3 separate regions of the Mus musculus genome follow, and all the other regions are linked to region 1. The links are chromatin contacts, called in public Hi-C and capture Hi-C maps. All regions are on one chromosome and are shown on one strand. Each heading gives the region's core, a stretch centred on a gene start, on an enhancer-like site or on the middle of the called end of the contact. The rest is flanking DNA. Distances are from core to core; before and after follow the strand shown. Region 1 has its middle 15 kb from the start of Gm38509. Region 2 has its middle 14 kb from the start of Gm25696. Region 3 overlaps Gm46798 (a long non-coding RNA gene).

Region 1 (4,417 bases), core at 635-3,134:
TGCACATATATGTGGGCACTTGCTGTAGGCAGAGGCCAGAAGAGGACAACACATCCCCTGGCTAGAGTTACAGTCAGCTCTGAACCACCATGTGGGTGGGGAGGAGCCATCCCAGGTCCCCTGGAAAAGCAGTAAGTGCTCTAACCACTGAGCTACCGTTCCGGCGTGACGTATGCTATATGTATACACTCAGATTGATTCTTTCCCTGACTCAATGGTTCCTAAGAAGTGACCAGTGTCAGTTACCTGGGGGACTTTGCACCCGTGACTGAAGTGTGTGACTTACTAGCTTTGGGCTGTCTTTCAATCAGAAAAGTTTCCTGCTAGCAATCACCCCGGACTTCCTTTCAGTGTAAAAGAGGGAGGTTCAAGATGGAATCTTGTTGTATAGCCCAGGGTAACTTCATACCTGAAGCAATTCCTTTCCCTCATACTCCTCAGTACTGGAATTATAATTGTGAGTCACTGTAACTGTACCAGAGCAGAGTCTTTCCCAATAGCAATAAATGAGTAAGTATATCCATATATACTTAGGCAACATCTCAAGAGAAGCATCCAACTTATTTCTGTGCATTTGATTAAGAGGCTGAGTCTGAGGCTGGGCGTGGTGTGCATGCCTGTAGTTCCAGCACACGCGCAGAGGGCAGAGGCAAGCAGATCTCTGCAAGTTGGAGCCAGCCTGATGTATAGAAGGAGTTTTTTTTTTTTTTTTTTTTTTTGAGACAGGGTTTCTCTGTCTAGCCCTGGCTGTCCTGGAACTCACTCTATGGACCAGGCTGGCCTCAAACTCAGAAATCTGCCTGCCTCTGCCTCCCGAGTGCTGGGATTAAAGGCGTGAGTGTCACTATTCCTGACACAAGGGTGTTCTAAGCCAGTAGAGAACTATATATCAAGGTCCTTCCCCCGTCTCACCCCACCCCACCCCCCTCAAAAAAATCAGTGTGCGGCAGAGTCTGCAAGTAAAGATGCTGGCCACTTGCTTGCAGACCTGGGTTCAGGCCCCAGAATCCACACGGCTGAGGGAGAGAACTAGCCCCGACAAGTTGTCTTCTCACGCATGGGCCGTGGCCCACATCCCACCCCATCCCCACAACCAAATATTTTATATATATATATATATTAGGGTTTGTATGCAGTACAATACTCCAGGATACTAAAATGAGTGAGCCAGGTGTGGTGGTCCATGCCTAATAATCTTGGCAGGAGGTAGAGGAAGGAAGATCACTGCAAATTCAAAGTCAACCTAGTTTACATAGTGAATTCCAGGCCATCCTGGGATACAGTGTGAAGTCTTGTCCCAAAACAAGGGCAGGTGGCACTTCAGGTCTTCCGTAGCCTCTACTCTCTCCGCAATGTAGTAAATAAAGTTCTGTGTGTGTGTGCGCGCCAGGATTTATTTCACTGTGTTACCAGGCTGGCCGCCTCCTCCCAGAGATGCATCTGTCTGCCTCAGCCTTTGGAATGTTGGGTTTAAAGGCCTGTGCTACCATACCCAGCCTGCTTTATTTCTTCAAAGTAGCAACCCCAAACCCAAGCTAACCATGAACCACATTTCAGGAGAAAGCATAGAGCCCACACACCCGGGGTGTGAAGTTCGTCCCAAGTCTCTGGAGGCTCAGAACCACAAAGATAACTGTTACCTTTAGAGGGTGAAGGTAGGAGGAATTAGTTATTCTTATTATTATCTACATTTCCCCCCTCTTTTGAATGCAAGTGCTCCACAAACTTGTAATGTAGTCAAAGGTGACCTTGAAATGACCCTCTTATCCACCCCCCCACCCCCCAACCACTTTGAGTTTGAGGCAGGCCTGGAACACATTGTGTCAAAACAAACAAACAAAGAGCTTTCCTGCCTGCCCGCAGGTGAGGTGTCAGCCAGGCAGGAAGGCTGGGTGCAAACGGTTCAGGGGCTGGACCCTGGACCTCCTGGGGAGAACAGAGCCATTCTAAGACCCCAGTCCAAAGCGAATACTTTTAACTAGAGTTTTCTAGTTCCCCGGAAAAAAAAAATCAATGTGAAAGAGGATGCAGATTTCCATCGGAGAAGCAATAAAAGTCTTGATTACCTCCAATTAGTACTCCCCCACGCAGGGAGAGGGCTGTGGCCTGGGGCTACACTGGCGTGGGGGGTGGGCACTCAGGCAGGCTCCTCTCTGTGGTTGCTTATCTGTTTGTTTCTGAGGGGTGACCTTCATTTGTCAGATTCTGCCTTTTTTTTGGTGGTATGTATGTAAGTATGTATATTACATGTATGTATGTATGTATGTATGTATGTATACGTATATGTTTCAGGGTACTGACCCTGGGACCCCTCACTTGCTAGGCAAGTGCCCCTCCGTCTATATGGCCAGTTCTCTTTTTTATCTTTTGAAAGAGTTTCAGTAAGTTGCCCAGGGTTAGCTTTGAACCCATGTAGCCCAGGCAGGCCTTACACTCATCAGGTAACTGCCTTAGCTTCCTGAGTAGCTGGGATGACAGGCGGTACCACTAGACTATCTCTTATTTACTGCTTTTTTGCCTTTTCCCCCTCTTTGGGGGAGGGGTGTGGGGGGGATGATGGCGTAGGGAAGTTCCCCCACCCTCGGCGCTCTCTTTTGAGACCGGGTCTTATTCTGTAGCACAGGCTACCCTGGCAATGGCCCTGTCTCTGCTCCCCCAGCACTTCATCATCATGACATCATGATTTTGAGTTTAAACGTACATTTTTTTTTCATTTTTTATTAGGTATTTAGCTCATTTACATTTCCAATGCTATACCAAAAGTCCCCCATACCCACCCAACGTACATGTTTTTGTCTTCCTCTATAAATCATCAGCTTGCCAAAGGCAGTGAGATAATTTCCTTGTGTCCAGCTATAAAGTCACCTGGTGCCTGGGGAAGTTCCTGCTCAGGGCCAGCTCAGAGTCTCCGCTTCTCACAAAACAAAATGACTAAGAGTTTCTCCATTTTAAGTTTGCCTTGTGAGCTCAGGAGAAGTCGCTGCAAAGGGTTGTCTCCAGGCCTGTCTCCACCAACGAAAACCTGGGTTCGGAGGTGCAGTCAGGAAGAGGCGTAAGACTGAGTCCGAGCCAGGATGACTGGCAACCGAGCCGGGAGGGAGTCCAAGCCCCGCACGTCTGACCTTGAGTAAGTTATTTTCCCAGAAGAAGGGACTCAAATGACACCTCCCTCCCGGCTGTTACCCAGGAAGTTGTTTAGCATAGTCCCAGGACTCTGCTAAGGGCAAGTACTGTCATTGTTATTTATTTAGCCCCATTATGCTAACTACCCACCCCTTGCCAAGGTTTCACCACCCAGAAGGTTGGAGGTCTTGTGAAGGAGACTTTAATACCGGCAGATTTAGATTTTTGTTTTTTCTTTTTTGTTTATTTTGAGACAGGGTTTCTTAGCTGTCCTAGAACTTGTTCTATAGACCAGGTTGGCCGGGAACTCATAGAGATCCGTCTGCCTCTGCCCTCCAAGTGCTGGGATCAAAGGCCTGTGCCATGACCACCTGGCTAAAGGTGGTTTTTTTTTTTTTTTTTTTTTTTTTTAGTGGAGGGAAGTTTTGTGTCTCTGTAACAGTCTGTTCTAGAACTCACTTTGTAAACCAGTAAACCCAGCTGGCTCCAAACTCACAAAAATCTGTCTGCTTCTGCCTCCTAAGTGCTGGGATTCAAAATGTGCACCACCATGTCCATCTCTTAGACATTTTATAAAGACTTTAAAATGCATACACATATGTATTCAAGGATTTTTTTTTTAAAAGTTTTTCAAAACAGGGTTTCTCTGTGTAGCCCTGGCTGTCCTGGAACTCACTCTGTAGACCAGGCTGGCCTGGAACTCAGAAATCCTCCTGCCTCTGCCTCCCAAGTGCTGGGATTAAAAGTGTGTGCCACCACGCCCGGCTGTATTCAAGTTTTTAATCCTTTAAAATGACTTGTGGTGTATGTGTGTGGGTGGATGGACATGTGTGAACCATGACACTTGAGATCTGAGGACAACTTGCTGGGGTCCTTGTCACCACCTTGTTCGTGGTGATAGAATTCTTATCATCTGTCTCCTAGGCAAGCATACTTACTACCCACTAGGCTATTTTGCCAACCATGAAATGAAGATGTTAATTAAGGTTGTTGATACATTTTGTTTTGTTTTGTTTTCAAACACTTCTCTCTCTGTAGCTCAGGCTGTCCTGGAACTCACCAGGCTGGCCCCAAACTCAAAACAATCAGCTTCCAGAGTCGGGATTACAGGTTTGAGCCATAGCATCTGGCCAAGGAATGATACATTGAACTAAGATCATTTAGGTATATATTTGATCACGAGAAGAACTATTATTAACAATAAAGACCATTCATGCCAGGGGAACCTTGACAATCAGGAGTTTGAGATCATTCACAAAATACTTTATTCCATCTACTGGATTGATTTTTTGGG
Region 2 (4,417 bases), core at 733-3,232, 960 kb after region 1:
ATGCTCGCATCTGTAGTTCCTGCTCACTTGCCTAGGTTTTATATCTCCAGGATTCCCTTAGTTTGTGTTTTTTTTTTTTATTGCTTTCATTTCCATTTTCAGGTCTTGAACAGTTTTATTTGTTTCCTTCACCTGTTTGTATTTTCTTGGGTTTCCTTTAAGGAATTTACTCATTCCTTCCCAGTGTTTGTATTTTTTAGGATTTTTAAAAGGCATTTATTCATTTTCTCTTTATGGATCTCTATCATCATCATCATCATATATTTGATTTTAAACTTGTTTCCTGTGCTTCAGTTATGTTGGAATATTCACTGCCAATGGAGACGTGGCTATTGCCATGCCCCTGGCTGTTGTTGAGTGTGTTCTTATGCTAGTGTGTCAACATCTGGGTTTTTGGTGATTATAGGTCTAGATGCTGTTTTCTGGATTTGTCTTTTATGTCTGGGTATTGTGTTCCTTGGTTTCTGTTTCCTCTTTGGATTTTCAGGGAGTGTGATGGCTGCATGTTGCCTGTTTTCCTGACCTGCTCTGCTTGTATGTTCACAGGGAATGCACACCGGTGTTGGAGGCTGGGATACTAAGATGAGGTTTGGGGGTGGGGGTTAGGAGGGAGTGGTCAGTGGAATCTACAGGAAATGGGGGAAGGAGGAAGGGAGCTTCAGCTAGTGAACTGTTGCAGGGTTTGGGATTGGGTCTCGGGGAACAGAGGGAGAGGAGAAGAACTTCTGGGTCCACCCCTTGGTGTTTATCTTGCTTCTCATATTGGAAAACAGCACTGAAACAATTAGTAAAGACGTAAACAACTTGAGGCTAGGGTTGTAGTTCAGTCGGCAAAGAGCTTGCGTAGAGTGCAGGAAGTCCTGAGTCTAATCTTCAGAACCACGTGTGACTGAGCAACGTGGTGTATGCTTGTAATTGCTGCAGGAGAGTCAGAAGTTCAAGGTCAGCTACACAGTCAGTGTGAGGCCACTTTGAGCTGGCCTCAACTTATTGAGACCCTGTCTTACTCGCACATACTAAGCCCAACTATATTCAATGGTATTTTCAAATAATGTGATCCATCAAGTTTAAAAAAAAAAAAAGCCAACAACATAGGGTCTAGTAGGCTTGAAGGGAATATTCTGTTCTACTAGATCTATGGTAACCAACTAGTACCAGCCCTGTGTCTGTAGCTCTTTTTCTGCAGTATTGTTACTTAAATGCCCCACACCTTCTAAATGTCTGGAGCACTCCAGCAGATTCAGCAACTACAAAGTCTCCAGTTTCAAATACCCCAGAGGGAGTACTGGCCCTTCCCAAAAAGCAATTCCGAGTTTGTTAAGACCCTGTGATCATAGGTAATTTCGTGTTATAGTCATAGACTCTCACACAAATGTGTCACTATGAGTCCATGGTATTAGAGATGGCCCCAGAATTCTACTTTCTAAGTACGTTCTCCCATACTCTATTGCCCTTATAAGTATGAGCTTCTATGCCTGCAGTTCCCGAGGCCCTGCACTCTTTAGAAGTGTCTTTAGCGATGGAGTTCTAGATCAGAGAGTGCTACCCTACATCACTCAGCAGCCCACCCAGTCCTGACTCCACCCTTTTTAAAAATTCTTTCTATAGACCCAAAAAGGAGTACTTCCGGGAACTGGAAGTGCCAGGAAAGGAGGAGTTATAGGACTTTGCAGAGCAAATGACTGATAAAAGGGAAGGCAGAAACCTTGGGTGGGGCTGTCATCCCCACCACTACTGGTAGTGGCTAGTTTTTCCAGGGCAAAAGTCACCTGCCTTAAAGGAAAATTGTGGAAAGGGAGAGGCTGAAGAGCCTGTATCAGGAGGCCAGTGCTGCTTCTAAAACAGGTTTCTCCAGTTCTGCTTCTGAAAAGCTAGCTGGGTCTGTAGTGAGCTTTAAGGGTAGATTTCCTCCTGACTGCGCTTCTGACTCATTACAGGTCTTTCTTCTTGTTGAGCTGAATTTGTTACTCAGAGAGGTAAACCACACCCACCGAACTTGCGACTTCTCCCTGACCAGGGTGGGGGAGCTTCCTGAGACAAGAGTACACATCACACAGCACATTGTGAAATTGACTTCACCCTCAATTAAGTCTGTACTTTGACTCTATAAGTGACGCTGGTTTTGCCATATATGTCATCTGTGATGGAACTGCCTTCTGTTGTCCTTGTCATCAGTACTCAACACATTTCAGTAAGAGTTACGTGGCTAAGGCAGACTGGATCCTTTCTTTCTTTCTTTCTTTCTTTCTTTCTTTCTTTCTTTCTTTCTTTCTTTCTTTCTTCCTTCCTTCCTTCCTTCCTTCCTTCCTTCCTTCCTTCCTTTCTTTCTTTCTTCCTTCCTTTCTTCCTTCCTTCCTGCCTCTCTCTTCTTCCTTCCTTTCTTTCTTTCTTTCTTTCTTTCTTTCTTTCTTTCTTTCTTTCTTTCTTTCTTTCCTTCCTTCCTTCCTTCCTTCCTTCTCTTTTTCTTTCTTTTGTACCTCCCTAGCACAAACATCAGTTTACAGTTTACAGCAATGCAATCTCCTGTGACACCTCATGGGGAAAAAAGCAGTCTGGCTGTCCAACAGTAATATGATTCCCCGAGTCAGGTAAATGGAGTAGGCCCCACTCCCACCCCTGCACCCCATATCTGTGCTGAAAAAAAAAAAGTCACCAGCTCCCTGGCTCCTCTCCAGGCTCCTCACATCTGCACTTTCTCTTTCCCATTCTCTGCCAAGCTGGGACTGAAGGTCCTGCCCTGCTCTCCATCTACATTCTCCACCCTGTCCGCCTTGTCTCCTTCCTTATTCTATGGAACCAACGCACACCTCTCTCCTTTGTCTACCTTTTCAAACTCAGAAATAAAACAAAAGGCCTAGGCAAAGCTGTTCCATTAACATTTTACCCAGCTTCTTCTTCTTGGTCTCCACCCACAGCTTCTTCCTCTATGTCACCCTCACTTCAAAGGGAACCTGTTTCCACTTGCAGAGTTCTGGCAGACCTGCAGTGTGCACCAGAAGACAACCATTTTGTTGCAGCTGTCTTTACCTTGGTGGCCCTCCTATTGGAAAGGTTCTCTATCTCTCAATTCTAATGGATATTTCTTATCAAAATTTCCACCCATTCCCCTTGGTCCTCACCCATTTCCTCTCCACATCCACTGTGACAAAAATGGCACCTACATCTGAGTCTTCCAGCTGCTTGACATTATAACAGCTGTACTAACTCACTGGCCTGTTCCAAACGGATCACTTGGCCTCCTGAGCCACTAAGCGTTCAGACTAGATGTCTAACAGAGGCCTGGTTTGGTTTTTGTTTTTGTTTTCCCCTTATTTGGTTGCTCTAAATTGTTCTGTCTGTCATTTCACTGTTGTACACCTGAACACACACACTCTTTGATTGACACTCTGATCCATTTTGGCTACACATTTATACGTCAGAACTTAGATCCTGAATTCCCTACTGGGCTTTTTTATTCTACATTTCACTATCTCCTGATATTTCCATTTGACTTTCCTGTTATCATCTCAAACTCTCATCCCTGTTATAATACTCAACACCTTCTTTAAGTTTTACTAACATATATATAATTATTATTAACAGCATACATGTTGTTATGAAATTCATATAATAAATTTCATTATATTTTATAAGTACATATTATATATTTTACTCATATTTACCCCCATTGCCTTCTCTTGGGAGGGAGCTCCCAATACTTCCGATCTTTTTCTACTTCCCAACTTGTGTGTATGTGTGTGTGTTTGTGTGTGTGTGCACGCACATGTGCTTGCACACACATCTGCATGTGATGAGCGTTGCTTATATGAGCATCTGTTATGGGTTGTTTACAGTGGCACAGACATCAGTAGGTACACCTCTTAAAAGTACATCACATCCTACCCAACAAAGGCGTGGCCTCTTAAGCTCCTCCCTCGGATCCACTGTTAATTAAATGGCACTTTTTCTCACTCACAGAGTTTGCTTTGCTGTCCATACTGACCCCAAACTCTGGACCTCAGGGGATCTTCCCGCTCGAGCCTCCCGAGCATCTGGGATTACATCATAGGCCCTTGGTCCCTGCTCCCAAGCTCTCTTTCTCTTTCCAACATTCTTCTCTTTTCTTTTCCTTCTGTTCTATTTCCATGGAAATAGTTTTCTGCACTCCATTTGCCATTGTATTAATCTTCATAAAACCCTGCTCCTAATCATGCATTGCCTATGTTAATCAGACATTTAATTACACAGGCTGGGTTGTAGGTCAGTGGTAGAGTGTTTGCCTAGCAAGTGCAAGACCCTGAGTTCAAATCCTTGTATTGAAAAAATGTTGAATGGAAAAGAAAAGGGAAATGTATTGCTGCACACACAAATGTCGAGGATGAGTACCTGCAGGAGTAGTGGAGTCTGAACAAGCGATGGCAGTGAGAACCTGCCTCCT
Region 3 (4,417 bases), core at 580-3,079, 750 kb before region 1:
CTGAGCTTGCTCCTGGGACCTACATAAAGGTACAAGAGAGGAACAAACTTCACAAAGTTGCCTTCTGTTGTGCACACTCACCAAACATCATGTATAGGTACCCAGCAATAATAGTACATTTTATTAAAGTACCAGCCATTTTTCTTTCATATGGTTTATTTTTATTGCCATACCATCTTTTGATTATGCGCATGGAAAGTTTTCTCCTAGTGAGAAGTTTAAAATATTTAGTTAGGTACCCAGTCTTGAGCAGTGGCTTCTGGGTGCTAAGCTGTGGTGTAAAACCAAGGCACGAGGTGGGACTTTCAGTGGCAGACATGATTTGAAAGGGTAAAATCTCCCCCAGACAGTAGTGATGTTGCAGGACTCTTTCTGGAATAAGCACTGTGACACCAATGAGAGTGGAAGTGAGGAGATGTCATCGGGTGGGTGGAAGCCAGGACAGCTCCTGAAAGGCTTCCTCCCCAGGCTAGTTTATATTCCCATTCAGTACTCTAAAACCACAAGGTGGGGAGGGCAAGCAAGCAAGAATTTACAAAAGCTCACAGGGCAGCCAGCAGGTTGCTAAGGGCAACAGCCCATTGTCTCAGCTATTTCTTCAGGTCATTCTGTTCCAGGTAGCAGGTGAAGTCAGGCTTGACGAATAGGCAGTAGAAACAGTATTTTAAGTAACTAAAGAGATTAATAAATCAACATCCAATAGTTGGCCTTTTGTACCTTTTTCTACTTCAGTAAGATTGTGTGTTAACATGTGCAAGATTCTGAACTTAATCCCAAGAATTATTATAAAAAATGATTACACATATACCTGGCACTCTGTATCTATGGATTCCATGTGGTTTCAATCAAACTCAGTTCAAAAATAACTGTCAGAACTGGGATCTGCAGAAACTTTCTTGTCAATATTCGCTAAGCAAGATATTGGAACAACTCCTTATTTGCATAGCATTTCTATGGCATTGGTTACTTCACACTCCTCAGAGATGATTGGCTGCCCGTAACACAGGGCTTTTGATGGCTCAGCAGCTACTGCTGCTTGTCCCTGTAACAGCTCCCCAGACCTGAGGAGGCCCCAAGACCTTAGAACAACTGACTTACTCCATGATGGAAATACCATTCAGGCCATAAAACTCAGCATGTAGTAGACTACCCCACCTGCTGAAACGAAAACAAAGTCCATAGTTCTGAGATGGTCTCTAAATGTGCTAACCTTGCCTTTTGGCTTCCATAGTTCCCAGGCTAGTCACCAACTGGCTAATAAAGATTTTTTTTTTTTTTTTATTGGCTCAAACCTGCATCTGAGTAGTTTTCTCTGGTGGATCCCTGACAACAGTCGCCAAGACTGACCGCCTGAGTCTGATCCCCTCACATGGTAGATGAAGAGAATTGACCCCTACAAAAGTCCTATATGCTGCACCTGCCCCCCCCCCAACAAAAATAAACGTAATAAAAATTATATAAAGGATAGTGTATATGGATTACATGTAAATACCCCCTTCTTTTTTGTGAGGTACTGGGATACCTGCAGATTTGGGTGTTCTTGAGTACACTGGACCCAGCCCTCAGGGGTACTATAGGCCTGTGTCTCCCTCAGGGGTACTATAGGCCTGTGTCTCCCTCAGGGGTACTATAGGCCTGTGTCTCCTTGCTCAGTATTCATGATTATCTTCTTTGTCCTTGCTAGAAAATATTTTATTTTATTTTATGGCCTTCCCAGCCTTGAACAGGCTAAACAGACAGTGAGCGCTTGCCACAAAGGATATTATCAACCTTGGTAGAGTCACCTGCCTTACTTGCACGTGCAAGTTCCTACGGGAACTTAAAAGAATAGACTGCCCACTGACCTTGCTTTGCAAAACAATCCAGCTGAAACCAAAGGGTGGGGTCTGTGGGCTTGCCCTTTATAAACGCAGTGCTGAATTTTAAACTTGGAGCCTTGTCTCAACTTCATTCTTCTCTTAAAACCCCCACCACACTGCACTCCCCCACTCCCACACACACCCCCCTTCTCTTTTTCATTTCCAGTCCCCCTTTCAGGTAAACTCAGTTTGTTCATGGCCCCTGGACAGCTATATTATATTATTTTAAAATTTGAGACAGGGTCTCCCTATGTAGCCCTGTCTGGCCTGGAACTTGCTGTATAGACTAGGCTAGTCACAAACTCAGAGATTACTCTGCCTCTGTGAGATTAAAACTGTGAACAAGTCAAGCCTGATTTTGGAATAGATTTTGATGGAAACGGTAAAGGAAGTTTGTGCATTTGTCAAGCCAATTTCGGCTTCGGTGTTAAATAATCAGGCCTTTGAGGACTGATGCTAATAATAGTCACACGTAGTCCAAATGAGAAAAAGGACAGGTGGCCTGGTAAGTGGGCACGGCATGCTCCTGACACTCAGCACTCACTGGTCACCAACCCAGAAGCTCACCAAATCACAGGGTGGACAGTGTTTACGCAATTAGTCTCTAGGGCCCTTTCCCTCCATTCTGAAGGTCAGGGGGTTGGTCTGGTTGAAGTGCCTGTTTTAAATTATGCTTCTCCAGCCACTGAGTAGCTTTTTGCAAGATTTGGCACAACTTGTTCCAGGAGATTTTTTTTTGAAAACTCAAGAGTTATTTTAGACATCTCAAATTTTGATTTCTTGAGGAAAAAACAGTGTAGTCTCAATTAGACAAGTTTAATTTATTTTCAAGTGTACCACTTTGGGAAGATTTAAAATCAAGGTGGTGGGTAGTATATCCTTTTTATGTTTGCGGAAGTGAGGAATGCAATTTCCCCCATCTTCTGTAACATTTCAAAATACCTTTTCATTAAGACAACCTAAAGTAAAAATTCTGTCACAAAGCTGGTCAAAACCTAGCATTGTGTTTATTGAGCTGTGTGCATAGGCAGCAAAGGAAAATGACCTGGGCATGGTAGTAGATTGCACTTGGTGCTAGGGCAGGAGCATCACAAGTTGGAAGCCAGTCTGGGCTATGCAGTAAAAGAAACCCAGTCTCTAAAAGGGAGGTTTTGTGCGGAGTTGAGGACTCCATTGTGTCTCTACCCTAAGAAAGGAAAGAAAGAAAAAAAGTACCTGTTTATTGTAACCCTAGGTTCACACACAAACAGAGAAAAATGACCACAGATAGTTTAAAGTTGGGTTGTATCGTCACCACCACCACCATCACCACCACCATTATCATCATCATCATCGTCATCATTACCATTGTCATCATCATATAATCATCAATCACCCACCACCACCACCACCACCATCTTTGTGAATGACAGACATCTTTGAGTCGACATCTGGTTTCTTCTTCAAATATCCCCCACTTATTTTCTTATTACTGTGTGTGTATGATATATGGTGGAGGCTCACAAGTGCCACAGCACACATGGAAAGGACACAGGACAGATTTCAGGGGCCAGTCCTTCCCCTGAGTTTTCAAGGGATCAAACTCCAGTCTTCAGGCTTTGGCAGCAAGTGCTTTCACTGAGCCATCTTGCTGCCTGCCCCACTTTAGTTTTTGAGACTCACACTGAACCTGCAGGTTCCTGGTTGGTCTTTGCTGACTGAGCAGCAAGCCCAAGGCATCCTTTTTGTGTCTGATTCCCAGTGCTGGAACTACAGGTATTGAGGGCCATGCTCAGCTTTTATACCAGTGCCAGGATCTGAACTCATGTCCTCCTGATTGCATGGCAAGCACTTTACCAATGGAATGTAGTCTTCAGTTCCCCTTTATTGATTTTAGGATTGGGAGCCATTACTTCGTTCTGTAAATTACATTAAATGCTGTTTGATGAGCTGAGCAAACGAGCTGTCTTCTCTGTCTTATAGACAGAGAAGGTGTGGAGAGAGCAGAAACAAAGCACAAATAGAAGATCTGTCATTTCTGTCATTTCCCTCCCATGATGGGGACAGAGGATGAAAACAAAATCAGCCAAATGAACAAACAAATGACAAACGGGCATCAGATTATTCCAGGCTTCCTTTCATGAAGATGAAAGGTCACAACTGAAAGAGACATCCCCCTTCCAGGCTCTGGAGTACTGTAGAGGGTGGCCGCTTGGCTTCTGGATGAGTCAGTCAACAACTTAGCTTTGGTTTGAGGACATGGAACTTCAGTGTGGGTGATTCCAATTTGATTGTCAGCTTGTCTGTGTGGTCCAGTACAGGGCAAAGCCGTGGTGCCACCTACAATTTTTACTTAACTAAAATTCCACTGTGAGTTCAGTTTAATATGCAATTAAAAATTAATGGGGCTGATATTTATTTATTTATTTATTTATTTAGTGCTATTCTTTAGTGTAGAAAACTTGGAGTACATAAGAAAGCACAAAGAAAAACTAATTATAATGGCACTGCTCTATAGACCACAGTTAACATTTGGGTCCAAGCTCCCACGCCCCTTGGTGCAGGGATGAAACCAAGAC

Evidence for each region. Hi-C and Micro-C count contacts between places; a contact is called where the count stands out from the background. Capture Hi-C pulls out chosen DNA fragments and counts their contacts.
Region 2: a contact with region 1 is called in a Hi-C map of embryonic stem cells, with 5 times the contacts expected there. The contact joins two enhancer-like sites. A contact is called at or near these places in 6 of 484 Hi-C or Micro-C datasets (all in embryonic stem cells) and 6 of 115 datasets of contacts at active chromatin or transcription factors (all in embryonic stem cells).
Region 3: a capture Hi-C map of embryonic stem cells shows a contact between it and region 1, with 4 times the contacts expected there. The contact joins two enhancer-like sites. A contact is called at or near these places in 1 of 484 Hi-C or Micro-C datasets (embryonic stem cells), 6 of 115 datasets of contacts at active chromatin or transcription factors (all in embryonic stem cells) and 1 of 9 other capture datasets (embryonic stem cells).

What each region holds. Positions count from the first base shown.
Region 1 is chr3:34,754,842-34,759,258 of GRCm38.p6, forward strand. No RefSeq gene overlaps it. Among named protein-coding and RNA genes, the nearest start is that of Gm38509, 15 kb to the right of the region's middle. RefSeq lists enhancers at 958-4,417, 2,808-4,344. Within about 2 kb of position 1,885, at least 22 of the 459 cell types and tissues checked have an H3K27ac peak or open chromatin away from gene starts, as enhancers often do. A contact at or near this core is called in embryonic stem cells, where this site is marked.
Region 2 is chr3:35,719,104-35,723,520 of GRCm38.p6, forward strand. No RefSeq gene overlaps it. Among named protein-coding and RNA genes, the nearest start is that of Gm25696, 14 kb to the right of the region's middle. Within about 2 kb of position 1,983, at least 134 of the 459 cell types and tissues checked have an H3K27ac peak or open chromatin away from gene starts, as enhancers often do. A contact at or near this core is called in embryonic stem cells, where this site is marked.
Region 3 is chr3:34,005,957-34,010,373 of GRCm38.p6, forward strand. It overlaps Gm46798 (a long non-coding RNA gene), which reads right to left. Exons shown (of 2, transcript XR_001783802.1): 2 at 2,848-3,045. Among named protein-coding and RNA genes, the nearest start is that of Gm46798, 3.7 kb to the right of the region's middle. Within about 2 kb of position 1,830, at least 17 of the 459 cell types and tissues checked have an H3K27ac peak or open chromatin away from gene starts, as enhancers often do. A contact at or near this core is called in embryonic stem cells, where this site is marked.